Linked DNA regions of Mus musculus: all the other regions are linked to region 1. Evidence: chromatin contacts called from public HiCAR-type and HiChIP or PLAC-seq data. All regions are on one chromosome and are shown on one strand. Each heading gives the region's core, a stretch centred on a gene start, on an enhancer-like site or on the middle of the called end of the contact. The rest is flanking DNA. Distances are from core to core; before and after follow the strand shown.

Region 1 (3,098 bases), core at 361-2,860:
GACATAGTTTCTACCCTTAATTTTTTCTAGCACTGCCCTTGGTACCATCAGGCATCTAGAGAGACAGAAGTTCAGTAAGAGGAGACTAGTTTCGGGGTCCCACGCACTACGGGCAGATCTGAGAAGGTCTCCACAGACCGCTTCATGAGGATTTCTCTGCTTCCCTTGTTAACTGGTCCCTCTGCCACTGTGGGAGTCACCTCCGGTAGAAGCAGCTTCCTTCCCCGTGATGGGGATCCGTCCATGGTGACGTGTGTCCTCAGGCTGGCCTTGAGTCACTTACGGAGAGTGAACAATTCTCGGTGTGTTTTTTTTGTAAGGCGAGAGGATTTATGTATTGCTAAGTTTGATGTATTGTTATAAATTATGCTTTGGTTTCAGGCCTGTTTAAAAAAAAAAGTTCAGTGTTTCTTTGAGTTCTGGGAAACATGCTGTAAATAATTTGGTGCTTCTTGGCCAGCAGTTCCTCTCGTAATATAAAGTCGTGTCGGCATCTATATCTTCTTATATCTTAAAAATACCTATTTCCTCTCCTTTCTCACAGCAGGGGTGGGGAGGGGAGAAGAAGCGAATGGCATTTTCTGGGTTCTCCCGGGTCTTGGAGGAATCTGTCTGTGTCCTCCAGGCCTGTCTTTCTGCTCCCGGCTGCCTACCTGACTGAGGTGACCTGCGACCTCAGCATTCAACCCGGTGCACTCCCACGCCCTCTTCCCCTTCAGTGTCCATTCTGAGGACACTTGTTTGTGGCACACTGCTGTGACGAGCCATGAAAGGGAAGTGAGCAACCCTGCGTCAAAGGTGGTGGGCAGCTCTCCCGAGGCTCCCCGTCAGCTTGTCCTCTGGCAAAGTGCTTCTGTCTACGGAGCTGCCTCACCTACCACCTAAGTCCTTACCTTAAAAAAAAAAAAAAAAAAGCAACAAGCTCTAAAGAATTAAAACATATGTTTGAGATCATAACGTAGTTATACCATTTCCCCTTCCATTTGCTCCCATGTCCCCACCTCTTCCTTTTGAGTTCATGGTCTTTTTTTAAAAAACATTTATTTATTTACTTTATGTATGTGAGTACACTGTAGCTGTACAGATGGTTGTGAACCTTCATGTGGTTGTTGGGAATTGAATTTTAGGACCTCTGCTTGTTCCAGTCAACTCTGCTTGCTCAGGCCCAAAGATTTATTTATTATTATACATAAGTACATTCACTGTAGCTGTCTTCAGACACACCAGAAGAGGTCATCAGATCTCATTAGGGGTGGTTGTGAGCCACCATGTGGTTGCTGGGATTTGAACTCAGGACCTTCGGAAGAACAGTCGGTGCTCTTAACCGTTGAGCCATCTCACCAGTCCCCGTTCATGGTCTTTTTAATTATTATATACTCCTAAATACACAAACACAGCCTGCTCTGTCTGTACAATGTTACCCGTACACAACACAGTCAACTTAAAAAGCCCTTAAAAGAGTCTCAATGACTGTTAATGAGTGGCACCTGTTCGACACATCGATGACGACATCTTGAGATAGGGTTTTCTGGAGAGCCACTGAGAAAACTGTGCAGTGCTCTGGCGCCCGATTTAGAATGTTTGTCCTCAGGCCTAACTGTCGATTGCCGAGGCTGCCTCCTGGTTAGGCTGGGAGTTGTTTGGGTGAGCAGTGGCTGGGCCCTGCTCTTCGGCTAGCTCCCAGGTGGGCGCCTCCGCGGATGACTTTTATCGACCAGCAGGTGGCGCTGTTGACAGGCAAATTGGCTCCTGTGAGTACCGAGTTGGAACCCTCCCTGGTTGGATTTGTCGCTAACTGGCTGGTGAGCTGTTGACCTGTCCAGAAGTAGGCAATTGTGTGCCTTAAAGGATATATCTTGTCCATAATCCACGGATAAGTCGATTCTGCTCCTGATTCCCCCACCCCCACCCCCCCGGTTCCCTACTAGTAAGAGCTCTGTCAGGTCCATCCCTGCAGTAACTTTCTTTCTGCATCCAAAGGCCGGGCAGGTCATACAGCTGGTTCTGGGTTAGGACTCAGACCCTTGCTGAAGGATACTGTAGAACACGTTCCCTCTCTCACAGGCTACAGCCGCTGCCCATGGAGGTGGTGACTGAATCGTGCCAGTGGGGAGTCGGAGCAGATGCAGTCCGAGTTGAATGTATGCAGTATGAGCCTTGGTGGTCCATCAGTGAGGGACTTGGGGGACCGTTTGTTAGAGCACCCTAACCTGACCTGCCTGTTCAAGACAGGGTGTGTGAGAGCAGGTGTTGATGAAAGAAAAGAATCCGGGATATCTCAGACAAGGCTGGTTCATCACTGTGAGAGAGGATGGGATCGGGCTAGGGTGGGGGAGGGGCAAACGTCGGATTCAGCTGTGTGGGGGAGTGCAAGGTCAAGGTGATCCCTCTAAAGGCGACTGGAGAACAACCCCAGGCTAAGGGTTGCTGGAGGTTGCCCTTTAAAGACTATCACAGTTTGATGTTGGAGAATGAATTCTATCTATTCAACTCTCACACAACGGGTCTCTTTCCAGGGTACAAGGGAAGCCAAGGCTTTCTGCTGGCAATGCTGGCTATAACAGACCTGGCCACATGGCGCTCAGCTGGCCCCACAGCAGGTGGAACTTCCCTTCTCCTGCTCCAGGGCCCAGCATCTCAGCAGGAGACAGATTGCATCAGCTGTCCCCAGACTGGCAAGAGGTAAAACTGGATCCTTCCTCCTAGATTTGCAGAGTGGTCCAGGCTCAGTAGAAAGGGTTCTTTGGAAGCCTGTTAGATGGGTCAGCCAGGGGAAGTCTCTCTCCTTGGGGGAACCTCAGGAAGGGGGCAGCCATGCAGGCTAACACACGGTTCTCAGAGCCTTGCAGGTAGAACCCAGAACAGGAGCGCCAAGGACGGGCGATAGAGGCAAACTTAGCTTTCTTTGCAGAACATAGGAGCCTGGCAAAAGCGTCAATTTCTCTCTCACAGCGTCATTTCTCTCTCTCTCTCTTTCTGTTTTTTTGAGACAGGGTTTCTCTGTGTAGCCCTGGCTGTCCTGGAACTCACTCTGTAGACCAGGCTGGCCTGGAGAACTCAGAAATCCACCTGCCTCTGCCTCCTGAGCGCTGGCCATT
Region 2 (3,098 bases), core at 443-2,942, 300 kb after region 1:
CTCAATTTCTGACACTCACTGCGGGCTCTTTAAATGAGCTCTCCGGCTCCATGATTCTAGCCCCCACCTTCCCCAGCCACTTTGCCTGTTTGATTCATCTCATCAATTTAATAAAACTTACATCCTCCCTGGCTCCCGCTGTGCGGCCATAGACAAGCAGGAGCCCTCCAAAGTTTAAACCAGGCCAGCCCTTAATTAGACTCAACATCAAGATCATTGCTTCCCGTGATTAGCATTTCAAAGTAAATTCCAAAACTTAGGGCCTTCAGCATCCAGGAGCAGGGAGGGGCAGGCTGTTCTGTGAGGCAGGGTAGGGAGGAACTGCATCAGGAGCGAAGGCCTGGATTTCAAAATGTAGTAGCTTGCACCTACCCTTCTCTCCATCCCAGACCTCCTGCCAAGGCCTGGGGTCAGCTCCCTTCTCCAGTCTGCTCTGGGGTCAATCCACTCCCTCTGCGGCTCCAGCCAGTAATGAATGGTAGATTCTCTCCAACTCCTGGGGTGTCAATCTAGAACCATGGGCTGATTCCAATAAAGATTTATCCACACCTTCTATTTCTGCCTTCTGTAATTGTACAACCAGGCTGACCTGAGCCCAGCTTCTCTCACTGGTACGAGTGTGATGTGGGGAGAATCTCTCCATTTAAACAAGCCGGGGTTCTACAGTCTGCTGCACACTCTGCTTTTCCCAATCACCCGGGTCTAGCAAGATTCGGTTCTGGCTAGATGCTGCCAGGGACTTACTTGTCTCTCTGTCTCCTCCTTTAGGCCCTCACAGCCATCAGGACCCATCTGCTCCTTGAAGCCTTCTGTCTAGTCACTTAACTCTTTGTGGTGAAAAGTTAGCTGACAGAAAGCATACCATCACGGTGTGAGGATACAGTCCATCGAGGTGGGAAGGCATGGAGGCAGGAGACAGAGACGGCTGGTTACACTGCATCTACAGTCAGAAAGCAGGGAGAGACCCTGGGGCTCGGCTCCATTCTTCTTAATCTAGTTCAGGACCCCAGCCTTTGGGATGGTGCGGCTCCATCTCAATGTCCCCATCTAACTAATCTAGTTTATACGGTCTCTCAAGAACTGCCCAGAGGTTTATTTTCACAGTGATCCCCCTCATGTTGATGGTCAAGACAGCGGGGCCTTAACAGCAAAATCATCCTTCCCCTGGACTCAAGGAGAGAGAGAGAGAGAGAGAGAGAGAGAGAGAGAGAGTTTTCAAGGAAGGCTCTAGTTGCCATCTTGGCTCAGGAACCCAGCATTGGTCCAGACCTGTGGTCAGGAGACAGCGTGCTTAGCTGTGATTAGCTACATGTGGCCAGATGTGGCCACATGTGCCCAGCTGTGGCTGGCATGGGATGTGTTGAATGTAGGAAAGAGGGCACGTAGGGTTCAGGGATACAGCCAGGAAGTGTCTACCAGAGCAAGCCATCCAGCCCAGCATCCAGCCCTTCCCCAGGCAGAGAAGAAGCATCCAATGATACTTTCCAGCAGCTGCTTGAAGCAAACCCCACCCTCTCTGGAGCCAGCTGAGTCCATCTGTCTTGTTCACGTCCCTCCATCCAAGAACATCAATACCTTGATAAATTGATTCTGAATAGAGACAAAATGGTGGAGCGTCTCCCTGCTGAGGAGGCTGGTGCCGGAGGGGTGTGATTGATTTCCACCCTAGCTACAGGCTAGCACCAGGAGACTGTGTGTGGTCTGACTCCTCAGGGGGGGGAGCAGATGTCTGGAGCATGGCTCTGGGAAAGCCGAAAGCCACAGAGGGGCAGCTGACCTTGAGTTGTTCGAGAAGTGTTTCCAAGTTCAGAAAAGCCGGAGTGAGGGACGCAGCATTCAGAGACAGTCCCCCATCCCCACATAGCAATGAGCCTGCTTCCCCATTCCTGCACCAAGTTTCCTATACCACCACTGACCAGAGATTTTCTGAAAGATATTTTTGACCAAAATAGCAAGAGTTTTAAGGATATTTGTGGATATTTGAGACAGGGACCTAATCCCTGTCTCTTAGATAAGGGTACGTACACTAGCCCCTCCCCCTCACAGTAGTGAGTCTCTTTCCATTGAGCTGTTTGTACTTGCTCCACAGTGAGCATGTGAGTATATGCGGGGCATGTGTGTGGTATATATATGCATGTGTGTGAGTATGTGTGCACAAGCGTGTGCAGGGGTCAGAAGATCATGGGTATACTGATTCATCCCTTGGGACCTTGTCTCTCATTGAACCTGGAGCTGGATTGGTGACCAGGAGGCCCCAGGAATCCCCCTGGGTATGACCATCTTCCTCCCAGCACCAGAGTTACATCATGCCTGGATTTTTATGTGGGACCTGGGGATTTGAACTCAGGTCTTCTTGCTTATGCAGCGAGCACTCTTTCTTATCTGTCAGGAATCTGCTCAGCTACCCTAGGGGTCTTTGAGCTTGGGCTTGCTTAATGGCTCCTCCCATTATTGTTTTACATCTCCAGGGCAGAAAGAGACCCCTCTCTCCCCTTCCATTCCCTGCCACCCCATCTCTCAAAGGGGGCTGTTCTCAGCCTGCCACATGGTTGATTCTTTTCCAGACTCTGCTCTCTGAAACCCAGGCAGGACAGGTCACACCCAGGTCCACAGCGAGGACCAGCCTTTCCCACTCTCTGGAGTCAGCCTTTCGTGTCTACCATCTCTGCAGCCACAGAGTCTGCCGATGGAAGATGGGAACTATTCCAGAAAAAAAAAAAAAAGAAGAAGGTGTCTGCGTTGAACCCATACAGCATCTTAGACATCACTCTCCACACTGTACACACAAGAGAAATCCATCCCGTATTTCTGTTGTCTCTGTTGTCGTGGAGAGAAGCCAGCAGGAGATAGCTTGAGGCTGTAGTAGGAGGTAGGGCTACCCTTTGCAACCCCACAGCTATGTGTGAGGGACTCTCCTCTCAGCAAGGAATCCTGGAACCTGTCCTCCTGGATACCAGGGAAACCTTTCCTTTCAAAGTCCTGGGGCCTTCCCAATTTGATCTGTGTGACTCTCTAGACTGATAGATAGAAAGAAGACTACAAAGGGATGACACACAAGACCCTTTACCCAACTGGAGGCAGAGTTCTGTTGGCTGGCA
Region 3 (3,098 bases), core at 408-2,907, 280 kb after region 1:
CCCATCCTCAGGAGAAGCCAAGGCAGGAACCTGAAGGCAGGAACTAAAAGCAGAGACCACAGAAGAGTGCTGCTCGCTGGCTCGCTCCCAGACTCCTGTTCAGCTTGCTTGTGTATATAGCCCAGGGCCGCCTGCCTAGGAATGGAACTGCCCATAGTGGACTATGTCCTCCCGTATCAATTAGCAATCAGGAAAATGCCTCACAGGTGTGCCCACTGACGAACCTGATAGAGGCAATTCCTCAAATGAGATATCCTCTTCCCAGGGGTGTCGAGTTGACAGTGGATGCTAGCCTTGGTCGCTGTTAATTCCTGGTTCTAAAGACACGCCATCCAACACATATGCACATGCACACACACACACACACACACACAGAAAGAGGGAGAGAGAGAGATGCCAACCATGGAGGTCTCCACCCTGTCCATCACAGTTATTCTATCTGACCTGTCCAGGGAAGAAACTGAGACTTCAGGAGGAGGAGAGAGTACTCGCAGCACAACACAGGATCTCGGCTTCTTACACTACAAAACAAAACATATGAGAGGGTAGTGTGCAGACCCACGGCTGAGTGCTCACCTAGTGACAGCCCCTGGCTGCAGTCTCCACCATGAGACAAAAAATAATCAACGCCATCATGGGACAAGGCTGGGAAGCTCAGTAGGTATAGCACCACCACATGAAGAGGCTGGAGAGCTCAGTGGATACAGCACCAGGTAGGAGGCTGGGGGGTGGGGTGGCTCAGTGTGTAAAGTGCTTGTTGCACAAGCATGGTGACCTGAATTCTGTGCTCCCCACCCCAAACCCATGTTTAACCAAGCATGGTGGCCCAGAGAGGCCATTGCATGACGCCATGAAGGTGAATCCTGGATTGCCTTCCCCAAGGCCATCTAGATGTTGGAGATGCCAGAGCCATGGAATACCTGCCAAGAAGACCTGCAGATCAGGTTTGGAAGCAGCCCAAGAGGGAGAAATGTGTTGTAGTCAACAAAGCTGGAAAGGGTTGGGAGATCTGTAGAGCGAGATTTTCGACATTAGACATGGAGATGCAGGACTTGGAGTCTGCTCTGCTGTGTTCTGGTCTCGCTTTGACCCAGTATTCCCCCACCATGTCTGCTTTTCTACCTTTTGAAATGATAATGTATATTCTGCACCATTGTATGCTGGGAGTATATAATTTGCATTTCGATTTTACAGGGAATTACTATTAAGAGATTGCCTCGAGTCTCAGAAGAGATTTTGGACTTTAGAATTTTAAACAGTATTGAGACTGTGAAAGACTATGGGGACTTTTGAAGCTGGACTGAATGAATTTTGCATTATGATATGGCTGCAAGCCCGTGGGGCCAAAAGTGTAGTGGTTTGAATAAGATTGGCTCCCATAGGATCAAGTGTTTGACTGCTTGGTCCTCAGTTGGTGGACCTGCTTGGGAAGGATCAGGAGGTGTGGCCTTGTTGGGGAGGTGTGGCCTTGTTGGGGAGGTGTGGCCTTGTTGTGGGAGGTGTGGCCTTGCTGGAGGAGGTGTGGCTTTGTTGGAGAAGGTTTGGCCTTGATGGAGGTGTGGCCTTGTTGGAAGTTTGGCCTTGTTGGGAGAAGTGTGGCTTTGTTGATGGAGGTGTGGCCTTGTCTCTGTGGGTGGGCTCTGAGGTTTCAAAAGCCTGAGACATTCCCAGCTAGCTCTCTTCCTGCTGCCTGTGGATTGGATGCGAGCTCTCAGTTACTGCTCTAGCACCATGCCTGCTTGCTGCCACGATGTTCACAGACTCATCCTCTGAAACACAATGATGGTCATGGACTCGACCTCTGACACTGTAAGCGCCAGTAAAGTTTCTTTTAGAAGCTGCCTTGGTCATTGTCTTAGCATAGCATTAGAACAGTCCCCGAGACACAGGCGGATCCTGGGAACCACTGGAAGCCAGTCTGGTCCAATCAGTGAGCTCCAGGCTCAGTGAGTGAAACCTTGTCTCCCAAAGTAAGGTGGAAAGTAACAAAGAAAACACCTGGCATTGACCTCTGACTTATACACCCATGTGCACATACATGCACATACACATGAACACACATATACGTGTCCTGAAGGGATGACCAGTGTCATTCAGTAGAAATAGAAAGAAAATCACAAGAGATTATTTTAGATATTCTTACAGCTATGTTTTTTTTAAAATAGATACAGTTGTAGTTGGCTCAATAATTCATTTTTTAACACAGTAGATCTTAGGTATTATTTAATAATAAAATCAAGATTAAAAAATTATGGACTCTTCCTCCAGTCATGCCACATCTAGGAGATCTGGTAGGAAGTTTCACACTTAGAACACATCTTAATTTAATCTGCTGTGCCCTGAGTGGCCAGTGGTCCCCACAGCTGCCGCTATGGGCAGGGCATAGGGACACAATCTCATTGTAATTAAACTCAGACTCCAGCAACCCCATTCTGCAAAGGATGAAGTGGTCCCCACAGAGCAAGTGACCCAGGGTCACTCAGCTAGAAAGAACCCATCTGGTTGAGGCTGTCTGACCCTATTTGCTGTAACTTCATTGGGATCCAGGACCTTCGGCCCTGTCTTACGGTGTCTTCCCCACTCCCCAAGCCATTGATTAATCTCCTGATTTATGGCAGGCCTGCCAGGCACCTCTGCAGACATAATGAATTTGTTTCTGTGGTGGAGGTTTGCAGACACCTCCCTCCCTGCCCCAGTTCTGGCTCAGACAATGCAATCGATTGCTTGATAACTCTGCTGGTCCATGATTCCAAGAGACCTACAGCCGTGGTTAGATTCGCTTAATCAGGCTCGCTCAAAGCCGCCCGCCTGATGATTTTATTGGGTCTCACTTTTCAGCACTGGTTCCCTGGAGTCTTGTTCCAGCCAGAGTGGAGGCTGCATCTGCTGATGTAGGTATGGAAGCCTGCCAGGTCCTCCCCTACAGGGGATCTAAGACTAAAGTGTGATTGGTCGCCTGACCTGGAAACCAGTATATATTGTGCTCCAGCTGAGTACTCAGTATTCTGTACAGACTGTGCTCCCACTGAGTAATCAGTACTCTGTATACAGGCTGTGCTCCAGCTGAGCACTCAGTACTCTGTACAGACTATGCTCCA

Evidence for each region. HiCAR-type assays count read pairs that join an accessible place to other places. HiChIP or PLAC-seq counts read pairs in DNA pulled down with a chosen protein or histone mark.
Region 2: a HiCAR-type map of embryonic stem cells shows a contact between it and region 1, with 8 times the contacts expected there. The contact joins the enhancer-like site here to the promoter of 1700069L16Rik in region 1. A contact is called at or near these places in 1 of 39 promoter capture datasets (the SN4741 cell line), 1 of 15 datasets of contacts at CTCF or cohesin (the NIH/3T3 cell line), 4 of 484 Hi-C or Micro-C datasets (the N1E-115 cell line, bone marrow-derived macrophages, cortical neurons and 1 more), 11 of 115 datasets of contacts at active chromatin or transcription factors (embryonic basal ganglia, embryonic forebrain, embryonic stem cells and 3 more) and 2 of 9 other capture datasets (adipose tissue and pancreatic islet).
Region 3: a contact with region 1 is called in an H3K27ac HiChIP or PLAC-seq map of differentiating embryonic stem cells, with 9 times the contacts expected there. The contact joins the enhancer-like site here to the promoter of 1700069L16Rik in region 1. A contact is called at or near these places in 2 of 39 promoter capture datasets (embryonic stem cells and neural stem cells), 2 of 15 datasets of contacts at CTCF or cohesin (both in the NIH/3T3 cell line), 3 of 484 Hi-C or Micro-C datasets (bone marrow-derived macrophages, cortical neurons and embryonic fibroblasts), 15 of 115 datasets of contacts at active chromatin or transcription factors (VIP interneurons, bone marrow-derived macrophages, differentiating embryonic stem cells and 9 more) and 3 of 9 other capture datasets (adipose tissue, liver and macrophages).

Annotation. Positions count from the first base shown.
Region 1 is chr5:113,723,284-113,726,381 of GRCm38.p6, reverse strand. It overlaps 1700069L16Rik (RIKEN cDNA 1700069L16 gene), which reads left to right and starts at 1,610. Exons shown (of 3, transcript NR_033216.1): 1 at 1,610-1,751; 2 at 2,517-2,682.
Region 2 is chr5:113,419,290-113,422,387 of GRCm38.p6, reverse strand. No RefSeq gene overlaps it. Among named protein-coding and RNA genes, the nearest start is that of Gm30812, 44 kb to the left of the region's middle. Within about 2 kb of position 1,692, at least 9 of the 459 cell types and tissues checked have an H3K27ac peak or open chromatin away from gene starts, as enhancers often do. A contact at or near this core is called in the N1E-115 cell line and embryonic stem cells, where this site is marked.
Region 3 is chr5:113,448,035-113,451,132 of GRCm38.p6, reverse strand. No RefSeq gene overlaps it. Among named protein-coding and RNA genes, the nearest start is that of Gm30812, 15 kb to the left of the region's middle. Within about 2 kb of position 1,657, at least 10 of the 459 cell types and tissues checked have an H3K27ac peak or open chromatin away from gene starts, as enhancers often do. A contact at or near this core is called in differentiating embryonic stem cells, where this site is marked.